Regions from separate parts of the Macaca mulatta genome. Here all the other regions are linked to region 1. Evidence: chromatin contacts called from public Hi-C data. All regions are on one chromosome and are shown on one strand. Each heading gives the region's core, a stretch centred on a gene start, on an enhancer-like site or on the middle of the called end of the contact. The rest is flanking DNA. Distances are from core to core; before and after follow the strand shown.

Evidence for each region. Hi-C and Micro-C count contacts between places; a contact is called where the count stands out from the background.
Region 2: a contact with region 1 is called in a Hi-C map of fetal cortex germinal zone, with 4 times the contacts expected there. The contact joins the promoter of SLK here to the promoter of SFR1 in region 1. A contact is called at or near these places in 5 of 14 Hi-C or Micro-C datasets (blood, cortical neurons, fetal cortex germinal zone and 2 more).
Region 3: a Hi-C map of CD4 T cells shows a contact between it and region 1, with 4 times the contacts expected there. The contact joins the enhancer-like site here to the promoter of SFR1 in region 1. A contact is called at or near these places in 3 of 14 Hi-C or Micro-C datasets (CD4 T cells, blood and fetal cortex germinal zone).
Region 4: a Hi-C map of liver shows a contact between it and region 1, with 2.6 times the contacts expected there. The contact joins the promoter of GSTO1 here to the promoter of SFR1 in region 1. A contact is called at or near these places in 2 of 14 Hi-C or Micro-C datasets (fetal cortex germinal zone and liver).

Annotation. Positions count from the first base shown.
Region 1 is chr9:116,276,836-116,284,065 of T2T-MMU8v2.0, forward strand. SFR1 (SWI5 dependent homologous recombination repair protein 1) reads left to right here and starts at 5,264. Exons shown (of 4, transcript XM_077947471.1): 1 at 5,264-5,421; 2 at 6,088-6,209; 3 at 6,817-7,227. The coding sequence starts at 6,114.
Region 2 is chr9:116,122,352-116,129,106 of T2T-MMU8v2.0, forward strand. SLK (STE20 like kinase) reads left to right here and starts at 3,367. Exons shown (of 18, transcript XM_001114185.5): 1 at 3,367-4,131. The coding sequence starts at 3,982.
Region 3 is chr9:116,063,656-116,070,551 of T2T-MMU8v2.0, forward strand. STN1 (STN1 subunit of CST complex) reads right to left here. Exons shown (of 10, transcript NM_001266590.1): 3 at 6,677-6,772; 4 at 1,384-1,449. Among named protein-coding and RNA genes, the nearest start is that of STN1, 11 kb to the right of the region's middle. Within about 2 kb of position 4,731, at least 24 of the 40 cell types and tissues checked have an H3K27ac peak or open chromatin away from gene starts, as enhancers often do. A contact at or near this core is called in CD4 T cells and blood, where this site is marked.
Region 4 is chr9:116,424,102-116,430,982 of T2T-MMU8v2.0, forward strand. It overlaps GSTO1 (glutathione S-transferase omega 1), which reads left to right and starts at 4,141. Exons shown (of 6, transcript NM_001260555.2): 1 at 4,141-4,261; 2 at 4,462-4,570. The coding sequence starts at 4,228.

The DNA of each region.
Region 1 (7,230 bases), core at 4,014-6,513:
GTTTGAATTAAAGGTTTACATTGTTGAAGGAAAAGTATTATCTGTCTTAATCTTGTGCTAATAAAGTCTAAATAGCTGGGTGAAATCTTAGAGGACTATGTCAGAGTGAATGATTTTTTATTCTATAATTCTTTTCCACGATCCTACCTGTAAGAAAGACATATTTTTAGTATCAAAAAGTAATAATATCACTTGCCAATTGAGGATCACCAGCATCATCATTAAACTTTATACATTATTTGTTGGTAGCCACAGATGTGTCATGGAGGTGGAGAGCTGAGTGATGTTGCTGTCACTCACAAGTGGTATAATTTAGACACAGTATGGGGGACATGAGCACTTGACACAATCTTGAAGGTGGAAGGGAGAGGATCCATGAAGAGGTGCCTTTGCTCAAGTCACCTCCCCGATCTTTGATCATGCCTCTCCACCTGGTCCTCACTGGGGTTTCAGACATCCTGGTCAGAGGCTCTGCATTCAGCGGGTTTGATGCTGCTCCTAAAGGTTGATGGCGTTAATGTAATGTTACCTCACCTTTGGGAGTGGAGACTTAGTGTTTTCTCCTGATTGGTAGAGTGGTGGGAAAAGGATTAAATTTCAGTCTAGCTGTCAGCTCCTGATGTGAGCCAGAAAATTTCTGGTTAGGCTAAATTCACAGATTTTTTTCTACTACTATACTTATCATCTAAGTTTGCCAAGAGGTGGAAGAGCAGAAGCACGAAGATCAACGGTATCCTAGAATATGGTCTCTTAATTCCTTATTTTCCTGGTACCCTTAGACACCCTTGCCCCGATCTAAAAAATACCACCAAGAAGAAACCTTTCATACCCTCAAGACTGAAACAGGAATGAGAGGCAAGGGTAGAAAACTGAGTTGACTTGTTTGTCGGCACTTTAAACAGAATTCAATTCTGTGAAATTATCTTGGGGGTTGTTTCTTCAAACGTCAAGGTGGTTAAAGATGATTAAAAGACATGTTCTCTTGCTTAAGGATTTGCTGACATCTAATGCCTTTTTTTTCTCCAAATAAATGCAGGAGTGACATTTTAAAAAGAATATGAGAAGAATGTGGCCCTGAGCAGTACTTTTATTCCCATTACCTTTTAAGAATCTAACTCCTCTGCCACTATCCCTCCCCCTCCACCCACTTGGCCCTACCTTCTCCCTCACCATTACTAATCTAACCTGAATCACTCTATTCTTCTCCAAGGGAACACACCCAGTAATAGCAGTGAATCATAGACACTATTGCCTCTCTAGTCTCTGATGGATTTGACAAAATGCCAGATCTGAGAGAATAAAAGGACAGGAAATTCAGATGAAGAGAGCTTTTTAGGTTCTTGTGTAGTACATTGTCCTGAATATTAGTTATTAGATACATTTACTAGCTGCCTGGTGATGGAAAGGTTTCATTGTGCTAATAATACTGATCCTCTCCTTATCTAAGTAACCATCCTACTCAGTGAGGCAATTACTGTGGCATGCCTAACAGCTATATCAATGGCCCTTTTATCTTGAAGTTAAAATAAAACCCACTCTTGAATATCTTGGCTAAAGAATATGAAATAGTTAAATCATAAAGATCGATGTTTGGTAACAAAGTCTCTACAAGTGCAGGCATTACACATTATGTAATTCCATACGAGATCTTCTAGGTAATAGAGAAAAAAATAGAAATATTTGTCAACTATTCTCAAAGGGAAATTTATGAAATTACAGAGCACTAAAATATCACTTTACCATGGATGGGTCTAAAAGATGCGACTTGAATTCATGGCAAGAGAAACCCAGAGAAGAGTTTTTGAAGGGTATTTTCAACTTATGTACAACTGTCATAAGAAGTGTTGAAAGTCAGCTAAGAGAATTTGGCAGATTTTCCGGTGTTATAAATTTGTATTAAATTTAGTTTGTTTAATTTGTCCTAATGGACATTATAAATCAACTGAATCATGTGGATTTTACACAATTCCTCACCCAAGTGGATGTTAATCCTAGTTTCAGAAGTGTGTATTTTTATCTTTCTTTTTTTTTTTTTTTTTAAGGAGTCTCTGTCGCCCAGGCTGGAGTGTAGTGGCACGATCTCAGATCACCGCAATCTCTGCCTCCTAGGTTCAAGCAATTTTCCTGCCTCAGTCTCCCAAGTAGCTGGGACTACAGGCACCCACCATCAGGCCTGGCTAATTTTTGTATTTTTAGTAGAGACAGGATTTCACTATATTGGCCAGGCTGGTCTCTGACCTTGTGATCAGTCCACCTTGACCTCCCAAAGTGCCGGGATTACAGGCACGAGCCACTGCGCCCGGCCTATGTCTTTGTTTCTTTAAAAAAACCTATGGATACTAGTTATGTCCACATCACACAGAAAATGTTGTCAATACAGAAAAGTCTATGGGAATATAATTTAGGTTACCTTGAGACTATTGTTAAGATTTACAAAATAATACTAAAGCTGAGAATTTAAAAATTAACACGAACATTTTAATTGTGGCTAAAAAGTACGTGTGTTTGTGCGTTTGTGTGTAGGTAGAGAGAGACAGAGAAAGAGAGGCTATTTACTATTCTTTTCTGGCCGTTAGACAAGAATAAGAACAAAAAAAATTAAAAAAAAAAACCTCATAAAGATTTTAGGTCTACATCATCATCCCACCAATAATTACAGACAAGAACGAAGCATTTTACCACTCCCTGATGAGTAACAAAGTAGCCAACAGTAGCCTTGGGGACTGAAGAAATTTTAAAATACATGGAAAGCCTGACTTGAGTTGATATTAATTACTATTATTACTGGATTCTATTGCTTAAATTGTTCTCTGTGGTAGGGTAAGGAGTCTTTACTTCCTGGCTCACTGGGCCAGTATTTTTTCCTTCCTGAAAAGTTTCATAGGAAACATACAATGTCCTGTGTCAGAAACACCAAAGTCTTCACAGGCTAATAGATTTCAAGTCACTAAAGACACTGAAATGTATGATATGCATTATCTAAAGGTACAATTAAAAGTATAGGGGCTATATTCCAGATCTCTGACATGAAACCGAGGAAACTGGGTTTCCAATTTGTGACGTGAAAAGATTAAGTAAAATACAAACTTATGTATAGGGAGATAATTCAGTTCTAACAATGCATGAAAGCCAGAGAGGTAGGTCAACAAATGCACATTTCTGAAATACAGGTTTTTCTGAGTATTTGTTCTGAAGTTCTTTGAAAATCTGGCCAGATAATTCCATTTTAAGATACCAGTTCACATAATAAGCAAGTCAGAACATTTGCAAGGCAAGATGTTGTTTTCCTTTCTGCAGCCAGGAAAAACACAGCTCTAAGCTTAGGTTGTAAAGGTAAAAGGATTTGGGAGCAGCTGATTTTAGCCAGTCATAAAAACATCTCCCCCTTATGCCAGGAGGTATAAAGAATATGCAGAGTCTGCATTGTGCTTCTACTGTCAGGACAAATCATTATGCTTTTTCTTTGAGATTAACTGATGCCAATGAATGAGTAAAGGGAGAAATAAATGTACAGACTGAGACCTGCAGCTTGGTGAGATGAGTAACACCTTTATCACAAAATCATGAGTTCTGTCTTCCACTTTGTAAATTCCTTGGGGTTAACTTATGTAATTTAAAAAATTTTTAGGAGTGAAATATGTATTACTAATCATATGTGAAGCTCTGCATTTTCTGCCATTTATAGTTTACATTGTGTGGGATCTTACAGATAACAGCATCTTTTAAAAATATATGTGCTTTTTCGGGGAATGGGAGCTAAATCAAGGGGTGAAAGGTAAGTGAAGGTGATACATTCCTTTAAATCAGTTAGGGAATGGTGAATACACTTGAATATATAAAATAACTACTGCTTCCTAGATACCTAGCTCTGTTCTAGCTGCCTCTTACCAGTTCTCATTTAATTCTCCAATCCCATATTAAGAGATGAAGAAACTGAGGCACAACATAAAGTAGGGTGCCAGGATTTGAACCTAGACAATTTGACTCTAACGTCTGTGCCCCTAATCATTCCCTTAAGTAGTCCTCAGGTTCTGTAATTATTATACCTGACTGCTTAAGGCTCAGGTAACTCCCTTCTGGCCACTTCTAAGCCATTACTGTCAGATGTTATTAATAGTAAAGAGACGATATCAATGTTTAAAACGGCCATTCAATAAGAGGACTGAAAACACTAGCCCCTGGAAATTCCCAACTTCCACGCGACTCAGAAGTTACACAACTCTTTCCCTAAACCCAGTGCTCCACCCAGTGTAGCTAACTTTGTCGTCGCGTAGCAACAGAACCTCGCCACACTGGAAGCGTGGCGGGGGGTCGGGGGGGTGGATTTTCTCGACTGGGGATGCTGCTGCCCGGTGGCCGGCAAAGGCCCTATCGGTCTCAAACATCTGAATTTTGCACCGACACAATCTCATGTAATGATTGTTCTGTTTCCTGTGTTGCGCCACAACAAACTTCCTTGGGCTACATTTTCCCTCAGATTTGAGTAAAAGATTTGAGGTCACGCTAAGAAGCCTGAATACTGAGGTACAGAAACGGTTGTTTACAAAAAAAAAAAAAAAAAAAACCTAGCGACGGGACCGCCGAGTTTGCGGCAGCCAAAAAAGCTAGCGATGAGCTCAGCTAAAGTGCCAGGACTCTCGGATAGATTTCTAACATGTTTCATTCTCAACAGGCTGGAACCCAACGCTGTTCTTGTGGTCTCTGCCTCTGGGGAGTCCACAAGCTGTAAATCTAACATGCAGCCAGCCGTGCGGCTTCTGGCCGCGCCACATCTGAGGAAAGCCTTTTCTGTGACGAGCGGGGAGAGGAGACTGACTGGAGCCAGAGAATGGAGGCGGCGGGCTGGCGGAGGCAGGGGGAGGCACTTTCAGGCGCACTTCACAGACGCACAAAAACAAGGAAGCCTGAAGGGAAGGCGGTTGAAAATAAGACAAGAGAAGCCGCCAACGGAAGCGCGCCCCCCTCAGGATCGGTTGGTCGTTCCAAAGCTCAGCTTCCCCCGCCCCGAAGACCTGCTGCGGATCACAGCCGCGCGCGCGCACTCCCGCTGCCCTCGGGCGCTGGGCAGGGAGAGCCGCGCGCACCGGTTAATTCTGCCAATCACGCGTTTAGGCCGCCTATCGTGTGGCCAAGCCCCGCCCCAACCGCCGGCTGGCGGAGGCGCGCGCGCAGTCCCGCCGCTCTGAGTCGCTGAGTGAAGCGGCGTCTCGCGCGTTAGTCAGTCTGGCCAATTGCGCGTCTTCTACGCCAGCCGCACGGCCCCGCCCCTGCCACAGGATCGATTTACGGCCGCAGCTGCGCGCGCTTTTTGCTCTCGCTGGGAATGGCGGAGGGAGGTACTCAGCTGAGGGGAAGGGGGTTACCTGAGACCTGGGCTTCCCCGGGAGTGTGCTGTGGAGTCGAGTTGAGCTCCTTTTCCGGGTCTGGGGAACTCAACCTCACCTCATCCATGGGGTCTTCGGGGATCTAGTGGGCTTTCTGCAATGGGGGGAAGGAGGGGACTACTCCCGCCCCTGGTTTGCCTCTCAAAAGTTGATGCCTTTGTCGGAGAAAGCAATTTCAGTCCACTCTCCTTTTCAGTGCCTATTCGCTGCTTAAACTAAAAGGGCGTAAATGCATCTCCGCTGTGTTTCTTATGCCTCGGGCCGGCAGGGTAACGGGTTCTAGTCACAGCTTGTAGAGTTCAGGATGGGTGACATTCAGGTCCTATTGTTTTTGAGTCAAAGTTTCGGCTATATCTTCTTGAATTATGAAGCTGTCATCATAAAGAATTCCTGATTAAAGCTGTTATTCCCTTCTTCCAAGGCAGAATTTGAATATATTTTGGTGGATGAAAAGAAAACAAGGAGAGTTGTGACTATGAGATACTAGCTGGTTGATGTGTCATGAAAATCTTAGTGGTCCCTTTGTGGGAAGGTAAATGGAAAACTGCAAAAAGAGCAATAATGAATTACAAAGTGAAATTAGAAGAAATATCTGGCTTACTTGTGGATGCTTTGTACACCAATAAAATATATTCTTTGATAAAAATCGACTATGGAGAGGTGTGGCTAATTTGATTCTCATTTAATAATTTTTCTTTTTTAGAGAAAAACCAAGATTTCACTTTCAAGATGGAAAGTTCGTCAGACTCAGCTGTGGTTTTACCTAGCACTCCTCAGGCCTCTGCGAATCCATCATCTCCCTATACAAATAGTTCACGAAAACAAGTATGAAAATCTTTGTCCTTCCAGTGGATCCATTGTGTGTTTCTAAGTATTGTGGCAGTGGTGGTTTAAATTCTACTGAAGGTTGTTAATTAACATAATGTGTAGCATAAATAAGTAGACATTTTATTAAACAATTTTATGTTTTTCTTCTAAGGTCACATATATGACACCCACCAGCCCCTTTCCATATTTTCCTCTTGAATCAATTCATTTCAGTTAGTTTCAGATTAATGGAGAAAGTTAGAATCTGTGCAATATTGTGAAGGTCTTTAGTGGCAGGGTCTAGGTCTTTTCCTTACTCTGTAATTCTGAAGCACCTGGAGTACCGTCAGGCATGTGCTTGTTACTGAACAAATGTTCCTTGATTACTGGGATAAACCTTTCAACACTTTTAGAAAGGTGTTGATCTTGCTGAAGTAAAAAGGAAATAGAACAAATGGAGCTTCCAGAAATTAAAGACATTTTGTGATGCCTTCTTTAGATGTGGAGACAGAAAGCCATCTAGTGGTGTCTAGCACAGAAATGTAAGGCCTTTATTTCTGGTGATTTATTGACATCAAGAATGTTTTTCTTGATTCACATTTTTAATGTTTTATGCTCTTTATAGCCTATGAGTGCAACACTTAGAGAAAGATTAAGGAAAACAAGATCTTCATTTAATTCCTGTTACAATGTGGTGAAACGTCTTAAAGTAGAGAGTGAAGAAAATGATCAGACCTTTTCAGACAAACCAGCATCTTCCACAGAGGAAAACTGTTTGGAATTTCAAGAAAGTTTTAAACACATAGATAGTGAATTTGAAGAAAATACAAATTTGAAAAATACTTTGAAGAATCTCAGTGTCTGTGAATCTCAGTCACTTCATTCTGGATCATGCAGTGCTCTCCAAAATGAGTTCATGAATGAGAATCTTCCTAAACAAAGATTAAACGATGAAAAAGCCAAATTGGTGAAGCAGGTTCAGGAGAAAGAAGACCTTCTTCGGAGGCTAAAACTAGTCAAAATGTATAGATCAAAGGTG
Region 2 (6,755 bases), core at 2,117-4,616, 160 kb before region 1:
CTTTTTCAAAGTAGTTTTATTGAGGTATAATTGACAAAGCATATAATTCACCCATTCTAAGTGTACAATCATCACCATAATCTAATTATAAACCCTTTTTTATTGTCCCCCAAAATTTTCTCATGCTCATAGGCTTAACTTTTTTTATTTGGCCATGTGTATTATTTTATTAAAAGGAGAAGCTTTTACAAGAGGCTCATTTCCATTTCTTTTTTTCATAATATATGAAAAAATTTATGAGAATATTTCTATTTCTTTCTTTCTCTCTTTTTTTTTTTTTTTTTTTGAGACAGGGTCTAGCTCTGTTGCCCAGGTGAAGTGCAGTGGCATGATCTCAGGTCACTGCAACCTCCACCTCCCAGGTTCAAGTGATTCTCCTGCCTCAGCCTCCTGAGTAGCTGGGATTACAGGCACACACCACCACGCCCGGCTAATTTTTGTGTTTTTGGTAGAGACTGGGTTTTGCCATATTGGCCATGCTCATCTCAAACTCCTGGCCTCAGGTGATCCACCCACCTTAGCCTCTCAAAGTGCTGGGATTACAGGTGTGAGCCCCCCTGCCCAGCCTATTTCTATTTCTTAATGGTGTTAGAACTTTATCTTTGCTTTGCTAGTGACTTTTTAAAAACCACTTATTGAATTATTATTGACATACAATATGCTGTTCATATTTAATGTATATAACTAGATGAGTTGGGTGATAACTGTATACCACTACTGTCTATACATAAACATATCCATCATCACAGGCTTAACTTTTAACAGTGGTTAGGTCGATGGTAACTATGAGTAGCGGGGAAGGAAGGAGGACAGAATTATAGACAGTTTCCTAGTTTTTAATGTCTGTATTATTTGAATTATTTACAACAAAAATATACTATCTTTTATTTTTATTTTATTTTTTCTTTGAGACGAGTTCTCGCTTTGTTGCCCAGGCTGGGGTGCAGTGGCACAAACATGGCTCACTGCAGCCTCATCCTCTTGGGCCCAAGTGATCCTCCTGCCTCACCCTCCCCAGTAGCTGAGACCACAGGTAAGTGCCACCATGCCCAGCTAATTTTTTTGTTTTTAATTTTTGGTAGAGATGTGATCTTGCCATGTTGGCCAGTCTGGTCTCAAACTCCTGGGCTCAAGCAATCCTCCCACCTCAGCCTGGGATTACAGGTGTGAGCCACTCCACCCAGCCAAGAATATACTATCTTTTAATTGACAAAATCATAAAGTCTTTTCTATTTTGAAAAGAACAAAATAAGGAAACAGACATATACCCATTGACCAAAATCTACTTCTGGTAATTTATCCTAAGGAAATAATCAAGTATGTGGGAAAAGATTTGTGTACAAAGATATTTATCCATATTTTATTAAAAACAGAGAAATTATAATCTAAATATCTTATAATGGAAGAGAACAATTATTAATTGTATTGAAATATGCGAAGTGCAGGATGCAAACCTTTTTATGTAGCAAACCTCAACCATGTTGAAAAAAGTTAATGCACAGACAAAAAAATCCTGTTTTGAAATGTAAGTTCTTACCAACGGTCATGTCTGGATAGTAGAATTATAGTACTTTTAATTTTATTTTTTAAGCATTTCATTTTCTCCATAAATCATAATAATTAAAAATAATTATAGTGTTGTTTTCACAGGTCTATACATTTGTCAAAACATATAAAAGTGCACAGTTGCAGCAAACCACCATGGCACGTGTATACCTATGTAACAAACCTGCACGTTCTGCACATGCATCCCAGAACTTAAAGTATAATTTAAAAAAATAAAAGCAAAAAAGTACTAGCAAAAAAAAAAAAAAAAACAAATGCACACTTTAAATATGTACAATTTATTGTATATTAATATATTGCAATAACACTTTACAAAACAGAAGGATCTCAAGGAATTGAATCATCTTAAGCGTCTTACTGGAAGGGGGGTTTTGCTATGCCATCTTGGGGCTGGAGGGCAAAATGACTGGGGGGGCGGACATTACATAAACAGCAATATATATACATTGTCTCTGCTCCAGATATCGCCATTCATTCATTCATTCATTCACCAGATCTGCCTTCCTATTATATGCCAGGAATGTTGCTGGGTACTTGTATATTGTGATGAACAACAAACATCTGGGTTGAAAGAGTTGCCTTGGAGGAGAAGGTAGGTCACCACCTGACGGATTCCAGCCAACGCCCACACTGCCTCACCAGAGAGTGCTGTCCAAGGGAGCTGGAGGCAGATCAGGAAGTGGGGGCCTTAGTTGAGGTGGAGTCACCAAGAGTGACACCAGGTTTACAGTTGTGGAGGTGGCCATAAGTTAGTTTTACCCTCAAGGGAGTGTCGCAGTCATCACTTGAGAAGTGGGGGCCGGGCGCAGTGGTCATGCCTGTAATCCCAGCACTTTGGGAGGCCAAGGCGGGTGGATCATGAGGTCAGGAGATCGAGACCATCCTGGCTAACACAGTGAAACCCCGTCTCTACTAAAAATAGAAAAAAACTAGCCGGGCGTGGTGGCGGGCGCCTGTAGTCCCAGCCACTCCGGAGGCTGAGACAGGAGAACGGTGTGAAGCCCGGAGGCGGAGTTTGCAGTGAGCCGAGTTAGCCCCACTGCACTCCAGGCTGGGCAACAGAGCGAGACTCCGTCTCAAAAAGAAAGAAAAAGAAAAAAAGGAAAAAAAAAAGTTATGTTAAACAATTTTTAGGTATCTGTGTCTATCTTGCCTGCACACTTAAAACAACAAGAGTAAGAACTAAGATTGAGCGTTTGCGGGTGCAGGGGCCGCGCAAAAGGCTTCCATCCATTGCCTCATTCACAATCTTCTGGTAGGGACTATTAGGATCTTCATTTTACAGCGAGGAAACTGAGACTCGGAGAGGTTACCTGCCCAAGGTCACAGTTCTCTCTCTCCAAAGCTCAAGTTCACAACCACCACACAAACTCCCCTCTCATTGTACCTGGGGCCCATCTGAGAGCGGAAAAGTCCGCTTTCGGGTCCCAACCCTAATAGGTCGGCCTTTCACTCCACAGTTTTTCCCAGATCCAGAATGGAGGCAACATCCGCTAGCACAATCAACAGGGTCCTGCCCACGGGGGCCGCTCCACCAAGGTCGTGGACTGACAGGATTTGGGCCTTGGAGGGCAAATGAGAAACAATCGTCAGGGACCAAAGAGCAAATGCGTCCATCACACGAGGCCCCCGCACCCCAAACCCGGTGCTCCGCTCACGCGAACCCTCGGGGACAGCCAGTCTGCGGGACCCAGCGCGCGTGCGCGGGGCCAGAGGGGACGCCCCAACGCGAGCGCGCGGTGAGCAGGGCGCGTGACCGGGCGGGCGCGCAGCCGGGAAAGCGCGCGGGCGCGCTACGGAGTCGGCGTCGGCGCGCGCTCCAGGCCGAGGCTGTGTGGGCTAGGGAGGGAGCCAGGCGGCGGAGGCGGCGGCGGCGCCCTAGACCCGAGGGGACGCGCGGGCCTTGCGCCGCGGGAGCGGACGGCGGCGGAGGAGACCCTAGGCTCGCAGCCCGAGGCGGGAGGGCTCGGCTCCTCGACTGCCCGCCTCCGAGGCCGCCGGCCGCTTCTCTTTCCCGGAGTAGCCGCCGCCCCTGGAGACTCGCCGTGACACGGGCCTAAGCCGCCGCCGCCGCCACGGGCGTCCTGACCGCTCGGACCCGTCGGACCAGGCCGAGTGGGAGCGAGCTTGCGGGCAGGTGCCGCTCCCGGAGGGTGGGCCGGAGGCGAGGTGCCCACCGCGCCGCTCGCGGGCCGGGCTTGGCGGAGGGGCCGCTCGCGCAGCACCCCCACCGCGGGCCGGAGCCCGGGTCGCCGCCCCGCCTTCTCCCGGGACCGCCCGGCCGGAGCTGCGGGGGCCGAGGGACGCCGCGCCCGCCGCCGCCAGCCGGGCTCGCGCGGGAGAGCAGGGAGGAGAAACTTTGCCTTTTATTGTTTTTAGTCCTTAAGTGCAAGGAACTCTGTGTTGGGAGGAAAAATGTCCTTCTTCAATTTCCGTAAGATCTTCAAGTTGGGGAGCGAGAAGAAGAAGAAGCAGTACGAACACGTGAAGAGGGACCTGAATCCCGAAGACTTTTGGGAGATTATAGGAGAATTGGGCGACGGAGCCTTTGGGAAGGTGTACAAGGTAAGAAGGAGAAAACGGGAAGTTGTACTGCGAAGATAAAACAGCCACTGCCCTGGAGTGGCGGGAGGACTTCTGCTCCCCTAGTCCCTTTCCTGTCTCTTGCTCCTTCTTTTGACTGTTATGGTTCGATGCAACTTTACTTGGCTGGTCATCCAAGGAGTAGGTAAGAAGTCGGGTTTACGGAACAAAATGGGGCCTGGATGGAGTTTAAAGAGCGATTGGAAAGGGAGACAGGGTTATAAAGTCTACTCTGTGGAACTTCAAAGGAAATGAGAGTGTTCCTTAATTTATAGGAGGGGTCTGGTTGTGCCCTTCAGGTATTTTAGAATGAGAAACTCATTGCACTTTGCAGTGGATTTGTCTACTGCCTGCATTCGCGTGCATGCTTGTAGTGTAACAGTTCCCTTTTTAGGGTCCAGGGTATTTTTCTGGTTGTATCTAGAGCTAATACAGAACTAGTTGGGATCAAAGTGATTGCTACTTGCGGTCTCTTCTTGAGTTGGTTGCTCTACAGCATACTATAAAATGGAATGGAATTTCTGACAAAATTTCCAAAAGAAGACCTTCATGTGGTACTAGTTTTAAATATATTTATAGTAAGCATTGACTAGAAGTATCAGCGCTTAAGAAATTAAAAACACACACGCATATATTTATTTCAATAGGAAGAAGCTTGGCGTTTCAACCTGAAGGCACTAATGTTAACTGTTTACTATCTCCTAGTAATATGGTCTCCTAGTAATAATATATCTCCTAGACATATGAATGATGTCATTGGAGTATTTTCATCCTGAAGGGCGAATTTTTTATGAGACAGCGTTTAGGGGAAGGACCCACAGGGTTGCCTAGAAGTGAAAACGTAAGAAAATAACTTACGTTTATACAGGGCTTTGAAGTTAAGTACTTTCAAATAATTTGGCCCCCATAAAAATCTTGTGAGGTAGGCAGGTCAGTATTAGTATCCACATTTCACAGATGAAGATATTGAAATTGTTCACAGCCACATGAGTCTCAGCCTAGACTTGAACTCAGGTCTTCTGAGCCCATATTTAGTATTGTTTTTTATTTTAACAGTCACTGGAAGAAATGAGAGCATTTTGCCCACTCCTTTTTTTTTTTTTCGCTCTTTGCCCAGGCTGGAGTGCAATAGCGCGATCTCAGCTCACTGCAACCTCCCCTTCCCGGGTTCAAGCGATTCTCCTGCCTCAGCCTCCGGAGTAGCTGGGCTTACAGGCATGTGCCACCACGCCCGGCTAATTTTTTATTTTTAGTACAAATAGAGTTTCTCTATGTTGGTCAGGCTGGTCTCGAACTCCTGACCTTAGGTGATCCGCCCGCCTCGGCCTCCCAAAGTGGTAGGATTACAGGCGGGAAGCCACCATCCCCGGCTGCCGGCTACTTTCTAAGCACCATTATACTTCTGCCTTTGCCCTGCCTCAAATGCATCATGTCAAAACCCCAGTCCTCATTCTTTATCCAGGCTGAAGTATCTACTCCTCTCTGTGTGCTTTCAGAACACATTGTTCACATGGCTATTATAGCACTCGTCACTTATTACAGTTAATATGTTTATGTTTCTATAATAAAATTAAGGGCCAAAATTTTGATATGTATTTGGGTTCATCCACTGCCTTAGCATATAGTGATGTATCTGTTTACTTGTTGAAATGAAAGAATGTGTTTTATCTACATATGAATGCTATCGTGGAAGCTATCATATGCTGTGGAAGTTGGCAAAATAAGCTTTGTTATTTGTGTGGAGGGTAGAGTATGGGTTTCAGCAAGAGCTACATAAGATGCAAGGCTTCAGTGTAGTGGGAAGATCACTCCTAGGAATCTAGCGTTGTGTTTTAGTGCTGGCTGTCAGAAACCGGCTTTGTAATCCTGGACAAAACACATAACTTCTCTGGGCCTCCGTTTTCTTAGCCATAATACTGACTTTCTTAAGAGTTGAGATTCTTTCACCCATTAAAGTTCTGTGAGTATGTACTTAGCCTGGAAAGGCAAAAATAAATCCTCAAGGCACCTAGAATCTTGTAGTTAGAAGGTGGTAGGTGATTATGGGCAGTTTTCATGGTGTAAATATGTTTTATCGAATATAAACAGTTTAGTAGTAAGAGCACTGGCTCTGAAGTTGGAATATAACAGCTCTCTCACGCAATAGCAGCATATGACCTTGAACAAGTTTCTTATTTGTCCTATACCTAACTTTGCTCATCCGTAAGATATCCTCAGTGTGAGGATTAAAGAAGATAATAAATATAAGGCACATTGAAAGGGCTCAGTAAATGGTAGAAATTACATTTAGAGCTCATAGATGCAAAATATCAGGTGAGATAGGAAAAGGAACCAAGAAGATAATAAACCATTTTGTTGGTTTCTAATGGCATGGGCAGATTGTGTGGAGATACTAAAGCCCTGTGTTATTCTTTCACGACACTTTCTGCAAAATGTGATCTATCTTCCTATACTGAGACATTAATTGAAAATTTTCTGAAAAACAAGAGTCTTATTTCATGTAGTTATTTGAGCACTATAAAATCGTGTCAAGAAGAATTTCTGTGGTCTTGATGACTGTATTTTAGCATGATATTTGAAGAGCGTGGGCTGGCACTATTTTTTCT
Region 3 (6,896 bases), core at 3,481-5,980, 210 kb before region 1:
TCTTCCTTTATAAAATCACCCAGTCTCAGGTATTCTGTAACAGCAGCACAAAACAGATTAAGAAAAACACCTCAGACATACATAAAAATCCAGATACCTGATTGTCTCACAGGTTTATTTCTTGCCTATCAGATATCTGCCTAAAAACATGTGGTCTCCCTTAAATCTACCTACAAACCTTCCTCACCAAAGCAATGCCATTGATTTAGATGTTCCCAAATTAGGGATTAGAATTCCAAAGTTACATGAAACTGACGGCCAAATTCTAAATGTAAATACATCAGAAAATTAAGCAAATGAGCATTCCATTGATCAGTACAGTCAAAGTACAAAGCTGAGATTCTGACACATTACGGCAAAAAAGAAGAAATGACCCCAAGCATTAGATATTCTTATCATATCTAATGCAAGTAGATAGATACTAGATGCTAGATATTAGAGCAGACAGTGTTTACTGAATAACCCCACTGTGTATGGCACTATACTGTATATGTTGTAAAACACAGAAAAAACAAGCTTCCAGTTTTCGTAGCTTCTCTAGAACCAAAAACCATCACCAATATTGCATGATATTCTTTCATATTATGAACTTAACTTTAAAAAGTATCTAAAAATTGGGCCAGGTGTGGTGGCTCAAGCCTGTAATCCTAGCACTTTGGGAGGCTGTGGCAGGAGGATCACTTGTGTCCAGGAGTTTGAGACCAGCCCTGGCAACATAGTGAGAACCTGTCTTTAAAAAAAAAAAAAAAAAAAAAAAGTATCTAAAAATTATGAAAATATATTCAAGCAACACCAAATGTTTCAGTTATAGTCAATGTGTTCACTATACAATTTTAAAGTTCTTTTAATTTATGTTACTTACTGAATAACTTCCAAAGGAAGCCTATCTTACCTTCTCAATCTTAGAATTCCTGGTATTATTTGTTTGAACACAGAGATTTCAAGAAATCTGGACCATGGCAGCACAGAAGTTAGTGGCAACCATGTGAGAGAAACAGTCATCAAAATGTTCTTTGGTCAAGTGATATGGCTGGGACAAGGGGAATCAGACTTGGCTAGCAATTAGGCTAAGACGCCTTGACTTATGTAATAACGGGCATGGTAAAAATGAACTGCTGAAATGAACAGGGGTAACCTACTCACATTCCTGTAGGCTTAGGAAGAAGTGAGCACCAAAGAGATGGGAGAAAGAAAAGCAAGTGGCTTTCCTATGGCATCAGTTTTCAGAGCAGCCAAAGCTCTGGGTATAGTGCTTCAGGTAGATCAGTGTAACTCACCAGCAGATAAATGTGAAAATTTAGTCCTGTAGCTGTTTTGATGAACTACGTTGAGTAAAATCCATTAGTTAGGTGAAAAGTAAAGGAATGTGGCAAATAAAATTACCTGACACAGACTCAGTATTCAACTTTTTCCAGCAGATGCAGTTTATAACTCCAGTGCTGTCATCCACTGCAAGAGAAAAGTAAAAGGGTAGAAGAGAGATTTGGGCAAGGCTGGTGATTTAGCATACTGTCATTGCATTCAGCCATACTGAAAGATGACCTCTTTCAATAGCCTGGAGAAGCAAATCCCTTATCAAACTCTCCTTCCACTTTTGAAACAACCTCTCACTGTATATGAGTATAAACTGCTTGTCTGCACAACTCAATGTAATACACAAGCCCAATGGGATATGGTCAGCATTTCACTTATCCTACCTCAAGGTACTAATGATTAGTACCCTCAAGGGTACCCTCATGATGCTTGTCTACACCTCTGTACTAAAAATGGTGGCCTTGGGAAGTTAAGTGCAAAAACTGAATGACTGCTCACATACAAAATCAGCCTTTCTCTCCCACCCTGAAACAAGAGAGCATCGTGTGGTTTGTGGTTAGAGGCACACGCACTTAGGGTGCAGCCTTCTGTCACAGTCTCTTTGCTAGCGTGCTGACTTACCAAGACAAAGCGTTCCAAGTCATTTGGCCTGGGTTTCTCTTTGTGAAAGATCTTTTGCCCAGTCCTCACCACTGCAGGGGATGTAAGGAAAGCCAAGCACATCACAGAAGGGTACCGTTTTATTTTCATAATAGAAAATAATTATATCCTGGCCACAAAAACAGTACTAGTCTGGCTTATGTTATTCCTGGTTTATCTAATTTTTGCAAAAAATCAAACAATTCCCATTGCAGTTATATTTACAACTATAGAGGAATTTGGAGATGTTTGCTAGGGAATAACAGGCATTTCTCTTTGCTTAATTTCTGACAAACTCAGAACAGAGGTTGCTAAGCATGGGGTCAGTGGGTCTCATAATTAAAAAAAAAAAAAAATCCACTAGACTGTTGTAAAAGCACACATAATCCTGAAGAAATCTAAGGCAAAATTTTTTACTGCTGGCCTAAATCCACGCTGAAGAAAAAGCCAAAAAGAGTACTTCCTATACTAAAATAAATCCTAGATGGGTTTCATTTCATTAAATACAAAAGAGGTAAACTTAAGATGAGAAGACGATATGGGTGAATACCTTTAACCCCGGGTTTATAGTGGGTGAGGAGAGGCTTCTTTAAGCAGACTCTTAAAATCAGAACTCATTAAAGAAGTCTGATAAGTCTGACCACCTAAAAACTAATACTGGATAGCAATATTCCAAATGATAGGGTCAATGATTTAATATAGGAAGAGCTCATAGGCTGGACATGGTAGATCATGCCTATAATTCCAGCACTTTGGGAAGCCAAGGCAGGAGGATCACTTGAGCCCAGGAGTTTGAGACCGGCCTGGGCAACACAGCGAGACTCCATCTCTACCAAAAAAAAAAAAATTAAAAATTAGCCAGGCATGGTGGTATGTGCCTGTAGTCCCAGCTACTTGGGAGGCTGAGGGGGGAGAATTGCTTGAGCCCAGGAGTTTAAGGCTGCAGTGAGCCATGATCATGCCACTGCACTCCAGCCTGGGCAACAGAATGAAACCCTGTTTCAAAAAATAAAAAATAAATAAAGAGCTCATATAAACTAATAAGAAAAAGATCAAGATCACAAGAGAAAAAGTGGCAAAGAAAAGAATATGTGATTCATGGAAGATCTATAAATGGCCAATAAAAACACGTCACTATGCTAAGTTCACTAGTTACCACTAAAAAAAGCAAGTATAAATAATTTATCAACAATGAAATTGACAAATATTAAAAATATTGATACCCTCATATGTTGATAGTGGAAGTATAAATTAGTAACAAATTTCTAAAATTTAAATCTTAACGAGCAAGTTTGGAAACATGCATCGGATTGTGAAATGTAAGCCAGATGCGGTGGCACATGCCTGCTACTCGGGATGCTGAGGCAGGATTGCTTGAGTCCAAGAGTTTGAGGCTGCAGTGTGCTACAATTGTACCGGTGATAGCCACTGCACTCCAGCCTGGGCAACACTGTGAGACCCTGCCTCTCAAAGTTGTTTTTAAATGTACATGTCCTTTGACTTAACAATTACTTCCAGATAAAACAAAAATAAGTACACAGATACACACATCTTATGTAAGGCTGTTCACTGTAGTATTCTTTATAATACTGACACTTGGAAATACCTAAATGTTTATAAATATGGTTAAAAAAATTACAATGACGTACTATATGAGAATAAAAAGATATACATGGCTCATTGTAAAACAGAAATATATAATCCAATTTATGTGCAACATTAAACAGTGTATTTTCACAGAAATGATTTTAAGACATTAAATACTAACAGCAGTTTCTCTTGGAGTGTGGGGAAGGAACCCCACATTCAATGTATACGTTGACTGTTAAGCCTAATTTCAGAAACACTGAGAAAGAAACATGTACAATAGTACTAAGGAAACAGGCATTTCTATATTTCTTTGATACTGGGAACATGTTTAGAATGAGGAAGGATGTTCACCCAAACACTGACATTGTTTTGCCTGATTTATAGTGTTTCACATGATTTTTATATACTTCATTAAAATTGTCTCTAGTTTGAAATTTTATTTTATAATGAGGAAGCACCATTTTAAGAATCCAAAAAATGAATAAGGACATTTTGCGTTAAAAAAAATGCATGACACTTCCAGGCACACCACTTCTCTGCAGTTGAAAACTTGATTTATAATAGAAAGCTAAAAAAAAAAAAAAAAAAAAAAAATTAGCAGGCCAGGAGCAGTGGCTCATGCCTGTAATCCCAGCACTTTGGGAGGCCGAGGTGGGCAGATCACTTGAGGCCAGGAGTTCGAGACAAGCCTGGCCAACATGGTGAAACCACGTCTCCACTAAAAATACAAAACTTAGCTGGGCATGGTGGTAAGCACCTGTAGTCCCAGCTACTTGGAAGGCTGAGGCAGGAGAATCACTTGAACCCGGGAGGAGGGGGTTGCAGTGAGCCAAGATCACACCACTGCACTCCAGCCTGGACCACAAAAAAAAAAAAAAAAAAAAAAAAATTAGCACATGAACATTTGTCCTAGAGAATGTGAGGTTATTCTGTTCTTGACTGTAGCCTTCCAACATTCTAGGTCTAAGCTTGAGCTGCTACCAAGTGTTCTGTGCACTCTGGGCACTGTCACCAATCCCTGGACTAACCAGGTTTGTGATCTCTCCCAGCAGACCGAGTGCCTTGGTGCCCAGAGGTCTGGCTGCTGGAATGCCCCTGAATGGAGGCACCCTTGCAGTGCTGCACAACGTACTCCACAGCTACACAGCACCGCCTGGGCCACTGGCCTTTTGTTTCAGCTGCAGGATGAGTCAGTGTGAGCAGGAAGCACCCCCAGCACAGGCCTGCGGTGAGTCAAGGGAAGCAGAACCCAGACCAGCAGGGAGTGGCCACCTGGCAGCTGGCCCAAAAGCCATGTTCTGCCTGAGGACAGCAAGGAGAGGGGCAGCTCTCCACAAGAATTAAAGTTGCAAAAGCCTCTCTGCTCTCAATAATTTCAGCAGTCAGATGCTTTTTATTTTCCTGAAGCCCACAGATATGTCATGCTCCTCAGACACTCACTCAGAGGGAAATGCTTACTGGAGAAGAGGCAATCATAGTGCCTTCATCTTTTTATAATGGGAAAAGGGGTTAAGCGAAGCTCCTTTAGGCGCAGGCTTAATATCTAGCCTGGTTCTAGGGCCAGGATTTTAAAGTCCTCAAACGGCCTCATTTATTTGATCTGAAAAACAGAAAACTAAAAATCAAATGCAGTTATTTATTTATTTATTTTTTGGTGGGTGGGGGATGGAAGAAAGAAAGAGGAGAGAAAAATCAAACTGAGTTATATGGAGACCACTGAACACACTGGAGTCAGTAAACAGAATGGACCCACAAATCTCCATCAGTGGAATCTTGAGCAAGTTACTAAGCCTTAGTTTTCTCATCTACAAAATGAGTACCTGTACTTTCTATTGAAAAAGACTAGGGGTAGAATAATATGAAATCATGCATATAAAAGTGCTTTGCAAATTGAAAGACGCTATTATTTCATCGTTGGCATTTCGAGAGGAAGCACTCTCCTATACTACAGTGTACTGCCCACAGCTGGATACACTGTAGGAACTTAGTAAATATTTGTTGAGTTGTCTGGAGAAAAACAGGACCAATATCTTTGGCAAAATAAAGCAGAGAAGAGATTCAGTTTGGGAATGTCTGACAAGGTGATCCTTTTCAGAATTAAAAACAAAAAAATTATATATATATATATATATATACACACACACACACATGCTGGGAAAAAGCAGAAAAAATAAGAGCTTTTATTTTTCACATTATTTTATTAAAAGCACAAGATAATACTCTTCAGGAAAATGAGTACATGTAAAGAAATGTAATGAGATTGTATCTACAAATTATCAATCATGCAGGGACTGCCAATGAAATGCTCTTGGTCACAAAGTTCAACTGCCTTCTATCTTTCCTCAAGAAGAGTAAGAATACAAATCCAAGGCATAGCACAAAAAGTGACAACGTCAATTTCAGCAAAGGTATGGAATTTAAAGTTAAGTTTTCCACAAAATATCTATCTTGGGCTCTTGACTACAGAGAAGCTTGGAGTTGTACAAGGCAATATCTTAAACGCTTAAAAATCAACTCAATGAAAAAATAAGGACCTATTACACTAAAATCACAAGTGAGCAATTCTCTAGTGTCCATAATATAGAAACCCTTTATTAAGCTTCTGTCATCATGAGGGAAAATAAACTTTCTGATAATGGATATTTATCCCTTTGAGTATCAAAAGGCTTTTTGTTAACTGTTCTAGATATAAAGATTTTAAAATTATTTTTCACACCTTCCTGTGTTGTTAAAGAATCTACTTTAACATTAATCTGGTCGTTGCTTTTTAAAGTGATCCACATAACCATATATTACCACCCTTTGCTATTTACAGATATACCCTTGGGCATCAGGTACCCGCCCCCCTGCGCCCTGTCCATCGGTGCTCCTAGGGGGCTGTATTTTAATTCTTCCACGTCCTAGTGCCTCAGCAGCTGTCACCTCACTGAATTCATCAGTATCATTCCTATCCGTTGCCTCATTTTATTCTTAGCCCATGTCTGGGGCTATAAGGGGTACCCCATAGAGAAAGTACATGCCCTTAGTGAGGGTCCCCAGCTACTCTAAACGGCTGGGGCTGCTAAAATCCAACTTTCAGCCCAGAAGGGTCAGCCTTCTACATCAACTTCATTTCAGACACAATTGTTCTTACCTCCATAACTGTAGAAAGCATCTCTTTCTCTCACTCCAACGACGGTTCCCAAGACATCTACCTGTTTTATTGGATGTCCATTATACAAAAATACACCTAAAATTTAAAAAAAGCAAAGTCAACATAATGCATGATCACATTTTCTGCTTCATTAAATGTTAACTTGTAGGGGGCAAGGGGTGTAAAAAAAAATCAATGCCATGCTGTTTGCTGAAATTCT
Region 4 (6,881 bases), core at 2,891-5,390, 150 kb after region 1:
ACTAAAACTGCGCGACATAGACGAGCAGTTTTTCTACCACTAATTGCCGGAATATCCTTAACCACCTCTGTCGTCGCAGCGGGGTTAGCAGGAGGGGCCCTACAACACTCCATGATAGAAAACGACAAGCTGTTACAACAATTCTCTGTTGCTATGGAAGACTCCGCCTATTCCCTAGCCTCCCTTCAGCGGCAGCTCACCTCCCTAGCACAGGTCACCCTTCAAAACCGCAGAGCCTTAGACTTACTCACGGCTGAGAAAGGAGGTACCTGTATGTTCCTCAAAGAAGAATGCTGTTTCTATATAAATGAGTCAGGGTTAGTTGAGGAAAGAGTCCAACGCCTACACGAACTAAGCTTAGAAATGAAAAAGCAACAATTCACTACAGCCGCTAACAATTGGTGGAGCTCTTCAATGTTTTCCCTTCTGGCACCCCTTTTAGGCCCCCTAATGTCTTTACTACTTCTATTCACTATAGGCCCCTGTGTGGTAAATAAAATTTTACAATTTGTCAGAGAAAGGTTTGATACCATCCAACTAATGGTCCTCCGTAGCCATCACCAGCCTCTCCTGCACCCAGAAAGTGAGGCTATATTATAAGACTCTGGAAATCCAAGATTGGACATCCAGTTACTTATGAGAAGGGAGAAATGAAAGGACACAAAGATAGATGTGTACCCGCCCCCCACCCGCTACACCCTTGTTCTGCTCTCTAATCTTTGCACGTACCAGAGGTTTCGTAAGTTCTGTAAGTACATGTTTCTCTTTCTGAGGCCAGGTCACAAGGAATGTTTAAGTAAGATAGCCAGGTCACAAGGTGTGTTTGAGCAAGATAGCCATAAACTGGTCGTGCAACCTGATGCAATATAATTAACTGCCTTTGTGTAAAACTGCTCTTCCGCCTCAAGGGTTGTACTGAAATATCAGAAATGGCGGGAACCAATCATAGTTTGCCAAATCGCTTTGTTCAAACTCCAGCCAATCATACCTCTAATTTGTATAATGATTCTATGCCTACTTTCCTTAGACTATATAACATTGTTCGGAGCTCAGTAGGGGAGCTCTCCTGCCCGTCTCGTTTCACGAGCAAGTGAGAGCTCCAGGTTCGAACCTGTAATAAAGATCCTTGCTGCTTAGCTTTGACTCTGGACTCTGGTGGTCTTCTTCGGGGAATAAACGGTCTGGGCATAACAGTAGCAGAGCACATCTCCCCATGATCTTTTTTTCATCCTATGTATACAGGCGTTGTACCTGGGGTGGGCACCTTCATTCTCTTACTTTCGGGAACCCCCTATGGAGTAGCTGTTTTCACCACTTTATTTTCTTAATAAATGTTTTTATTTTGCATGGTGGACTCGCTCTGAATTCTTTCTTATGTGAGATCCAAGAACCCTCTCTCGGGTCTGGATCAGGACCCCTTTCCCGTAACATCTATACAGGAGGCATAACATGTTTTCCACCTTATTTTACAGGTGAGGGAACTGAAACACACTGAGGTTAGTGACTTGCCCATGTTCACAGTTAATAAGTGGTTGTTACGGGTTGAATTGTGCTCCCCCCAGTTTCATACATTGATGTCCTAATCCCCAGTACCCCAGTATGTGACCTTATTTGGAAACAGATGTAACTAAATTAAAATGAGATCACAATGGAGTGTGAATGAAGATGAAGGCACGGATGGGGTGGGCGGTGCTTCTGCACTCCAAGGGACATCAAAGATTCCCTCAAACCACCAGAAGCTGGGAGAGAGGCACGGAACAGACTCCCTCACAGACTCCCTCCTCAGAAGGCAGCAACCCTGCTGACACCTTTGTCTTGGACTTGGAGCCTCTAGAGCTGTGAGGCAACACACTTCTGTTGTTTAAGCCACTCTGCAGTACTTTGTTACCCTAGTCCTAGCCACTGAATACAGGGGTGGAGCCAGGATCAAAACAGGCGGGCTGCTCCAAGACTTGGTGCTGTTCACCTCATTCTCTGCTCCTCCCGTAATAGGGCTAATCAAAATAAAGATAAACACCTACCCTCATCCCACCCCAATAAATGGCACAGGAGTTACCAGCTTTCGAATCTAGGCAAACAGGGAAATCACTGAATAGTCTTTTTCCTCACCTGTATGATGGCCCTGGAACCCCTCTTTCCTGACCCCTAAGTTAAAAGAGCTGTTTGAGAGGACTCTCTGGCCAGACCTTTATTCCCAGACCCAAGACTAAATTCATTCATCCCACCTGCTTGATTCTGAGCCTGTGCCCTTATTTAACTGAAATGCAGGTTCAGTTGCTTGCCTCTTTCAGAGTCCAATTACTAATAAGAAAAGCAAAGTCTGGTATAAAGAAAGTGATTTTTCATTCCAAAGCTGGCTTACGGGAATAACAACAGGCTTCCTGCCTTAAGGGTACCACTTCGCTTCTGGGGCAGAAAGCAGGGGCTTTTAAAGGGGGGAGTTGGTATGAATTGCACGCTGGGGAGGGAGCGAGTGGGTGGGAGTTTGCACGACTCACTGTGGTGCTTTATCTACTGGGTGGTGCCATTATAGGCAGAAGTCATTTGTAAAGTGGACTTTTGGATGTAAATTGACTGTTATCTCTGGAGGCAGTCTCCTGGTGGGTGAGAGTCCTGCTCTGGAGCTTTTAAGTAAACACCCAGTTAGATAAGCTTGCCCTGTACGGAGTGTCAGTGAAGGGAAGGTCAAAGATGATAATCGCATTTCTAAAGAGCTAAGTAGGAAGTGGTGAACAGGGAGAAAGGAGAAAAGAGAAAAGATGGGAGAAACAAATAATGTAAAACATAACTCATCCTCTATCTCTTAGAAAAATGGGAGTACTCAGTTACATTACCAGGGCTTCAAACACAAATGTTTAGTAAGTGGGAGAGTTTTGAAAGCAGCACCATTATTCTGAGGTTGATGATATCCAGGCTTGTGCTGTCTCCTGTGGGTTAAAATGAAAAGGATGTATCCTATAGGTGACAGTAGGGACAGAGGCCCTCCCAGTAGTCACGTTAAGCTAGTACTGACAGAAAAAGGAAAAGCCTGTCCAGGTGGCTGGGCAACCCTGCAGCAAGGCATACATGAGCTTGTAAATCAAAGGAAACGACCAAGGTGAGTCTCAATCCTTTTAGAGGTTTATTTTGCCAAGGTTGAGGACACATCTGAGAAAAAGTAACACAAAATCACGGGAACATCTGTGATCTGTGCTCTTTCCAAAGAGGGCTTGAGGACTTCAATATTTAAAGGGGAAAGAGCAGGCAGTAGGGGAAAGTGGAAAGAAAGAAAAAAGGGAAGGTAGTTCAAAGGGGCAAGTAGTTGCATTCTTTGGGGCCTTTGATCAGCATTCACTGAAAGCACATGTTACATTCGCGAAAGGAGGTCGTAGAGGAGTAGTCAGTTATGCCAGTGCTTGGTGAATCTGCATTTTTACAAGATTAAATATAGGGTAGAGAAAGCAGTCAAATATGCATTTTTCTCCAGCGAGAGGAAGGATGACTCCTAGACCTGTCTTTGTCCCGTACTTGGGAAGATAAGCCGTTAGTTTACATTGCCAGGATGAGATTCAACTGATCTGTTTTAGAGTAAAGATCTTGGGGGCCCACAAGGAATTTCCTTGTAAACAAGCCCCTTGGGGAGGTGTGTGGCTTTTGATCTTTGTAGCTATCTATTTAGGAACAAAATGGGAGGCAGTGTTGCCTGACTCAGTTTCCAAGCTTGACTCTTCCCTTTGGCATAGTAATTTTGGGGTCCGGAGATTTTTATTTTCCCTTCACAAGCTAACAGGAGCCTTTGGAGAGAATGCTCTGGACCGGTGAGTGAGCCATGAGTTCGGGCCACAGGCTCCGAAGCCGTGAAGCCTTGGTACGGAGCGGGTGGCGCTTCGAGGTCAGTGCCACAGGAGGGAGGTCAGGGCCAGCGTCAGACGTGGGGCCCCATGGAGGGCGGAGTGGAGGCCCCTTCGTTCGGGGGCGGAGGGATGACTCTGAGCATTCAGAACTTTTGTGCATCTCCCTGTGGGTGCATCTCTTGGCCAGCGAGATGCTTTGACACAGCCCCTTAAGCTATTTTAAGAGCTATCCCATAAAGCCTGGAAGGCACACCGGGTGGAGCTGGCGGCCGCCCGGGGCAGGCACTTTTGAGCCAGGGAGGAAGCGGGGAGGGAAGGAGGGCGGGAAGGACGGGCGACCTACTTCCTGAATCGCCTGCAAACGCCAGAGGAGCTCGGCCTGCGCTGCGCCACGATGTCCCGGGAGTCTGCCAGGAGCCTGGGGAAGGGTGAGGCCTGCCCGCCGCGAAGAGGGGTGATCTCGGCGACCCCTGGCGGCATGTTCGAGGCTGCTTCGGGAGCCCAGCCTCCCGGGAGCGCCCCACCGGCGGGGAACGGGTCGGAGCTGCAGTGGAACGCGGGGGCAGTGGGATACGGGGGGGTCTCGACACCTCTCTGGGCCGTAATCGCCTTCGCTTCTCCCCGGCAGGAAGCGCGCCCCCGGGGCCGGTCCCGGAGGGCTCGATCCGCGTCTACAGCATGAGGTTCTGCCCGTTTGCTGAGAGGACGCTTCTGGTCCTGAAGGCCAAGGGAATCAGGTGGGCACCCAGGCGGGGCACGCTCCCCGAGCTGTCCGGGAGCTTGCTGCAGGCGGCGGCGTGGGGTGGGGTCTCAGCCCCTTTCTACCCGCCTCCCGCCAGCGTCCTTTACTGCACATTATTCTCCGCCCTTTGGGAGACAGCAAGGTATAGACCCTTCCCCTAGGAAAAATAGACCACAGATTCCAACGGTCTAGGACAAGACTCCAGGTCTGGGACACCTCATTTAGATTAACCAACCATTTAATGGATTAGAAAAGCCGAGGCTCCAGTGATGTTAGTGATTTGCCCGGGTAATAACCGGCAGCAGCTCTTTCAGCTTTGGTAGGTCGCAAATTCCTGGTCCAGAGTCCTTTTGCTTTCGCCCTACTGTGATTCCCCATTCTTATTCCAGCTCAACTGTTAGTTGTTATTCTGAATGTATTGTTCCCTCCTGGAATAGTAATTTACCCCAGTACAGCAGAGTTTAGACCCTGACCCTCCTAGAGTAGTGCTGAGTTTACTGCACATATTCCTGTGGATTGGGCTGTTGGTTGAGTCAAACAGAGGGAAGTGTCTGTCTAGCTCATCCTTCTGCAGAGCCTGTTTTGAAACTAGCGTAGTTTTTGACTTACGGGCTATCCACAGGACATATGCAACAGTCACTTCACTTTTCTCTGACACCAAGTATCCATTGGAACCACTTCCTTTCCCATGACCTTTGAATGTCTGTTGATTAGACATTTATTAGATACCTGTGGTGTGGAAGGCTCTGTGGAAGTTTAAAACAAAACCCCCATTCTTAAGAAATTTTCTGTGTGTTTAGTGTCTGTGAACTAATTTTAGTTTTCTAAGGGGAGAATCTTTAGTAGGCAATTATTTTCCCTAAAAGAAAGGTAAAATGCATTTAAAAAATACATTTGAAGGGGATTTGTCATTACTTCACTAAGAAATGCCTCTCATTTGGATGAGATTATGATTCTGAACACAGAATACTTACTATTTAGTAATGTTTATCAAAAACACTGTCATATTTGCTGTAATAGAACTCTTTTATTGTACTAAGAGAAATCTAATTTAATCGAAATTGAAAAAGACCTTTTTTGGTACTCATTTAATTGAAAAGTCCAGGAGCATGACACAGCTGGATTCAGAGGCACAAAGTCCTGGGTTATGTGCTTCACCCTGGACCTTTAGTCTGAAACAACCCTACCTTATTTACTGGGGCAGTTTTCCAAAGGAACATTGGAAGTATCTTCCCATAATAGTGTGGGTAGAAGGGAGGAAGAGGGTGGTTAACAGCTTCCAGGCAGTGCAAACAACAAAGGTCTACTACATTAATAGACCAGTTTTAAGCTGGAGCCTCTAGGAGGCTTTTACTGGGAAAGTACTAGATTCTAACCACATGATATGACTTAACAAAGCATGGTTTTCTCTAAAAGTTGCATCTTCCAACTTGCTGTGGCAGGTGTATAGACTTGTTGGCTCACGATGCCAGGTTACCAAAATGCATGTGTGTTCTGAGATACTTTTTTTTTTTTTTAAGAACAAAAGCCCAGGATCTGCCTTTTGTTTTCATAGTAACAAAAGTTTTTGTTTGTTTCATAGTTCAAAAATGTTGATAATTCTTTGGCAAGCAGCCAAGTAATTTTTTTTAATTTTTTTTTTGCAATGGCTGGTACCTAAGCGTCCAGTATTCTGTCAGCACATGAACCTTTTAAATTATACACACACCTGTGCTCATGTTCAAATTGGATGTTCCTTTGTTTCCATGGGGGATTATGTATTTAAATCCTTAAATGAAACGCTGTTCTAGCTACAGCTGTGGATGGAAAAATAGAAAACAAAAGGTATTGGTGTCTATTTTTTTTTTTTTAGTAATTTGTTCTATTGAATATTTATTCAGCCTTGATGATCATATGGACTTGGCTCTTTTCTCTTAGTTCCTCTACTGTCTCAGGCAACATACAAGATAGACCTAAATACAATCTGACTATAGCCTGGACTTCACCTGTTTTCTTCCTTTTTGGTTTACTTTGTACGATTTACTCAGACAACATGTTTTTTAAAAATCAGTGCATGGAGATTTAATCTGAAAGCTTTTTTTGTGAGTGGATTGTTGGTTTTTTTTTTTTTTTCGAGACAGCGTCTCACCCTGTCACCCAGGCTAGAATGCAGTGGTGCAATCATGGCTCACTGCAACCTCTGCCTTCAGGGCTCAAGCAATCTTCTCACCTCAGCATCCTGAGTAGCTGGGATTACAGGTGAGTGCCACCACACTTGGCTAGTTTTTATATTTTTTGTAAAGATAGGGTTTCACCATGTTGCCCAG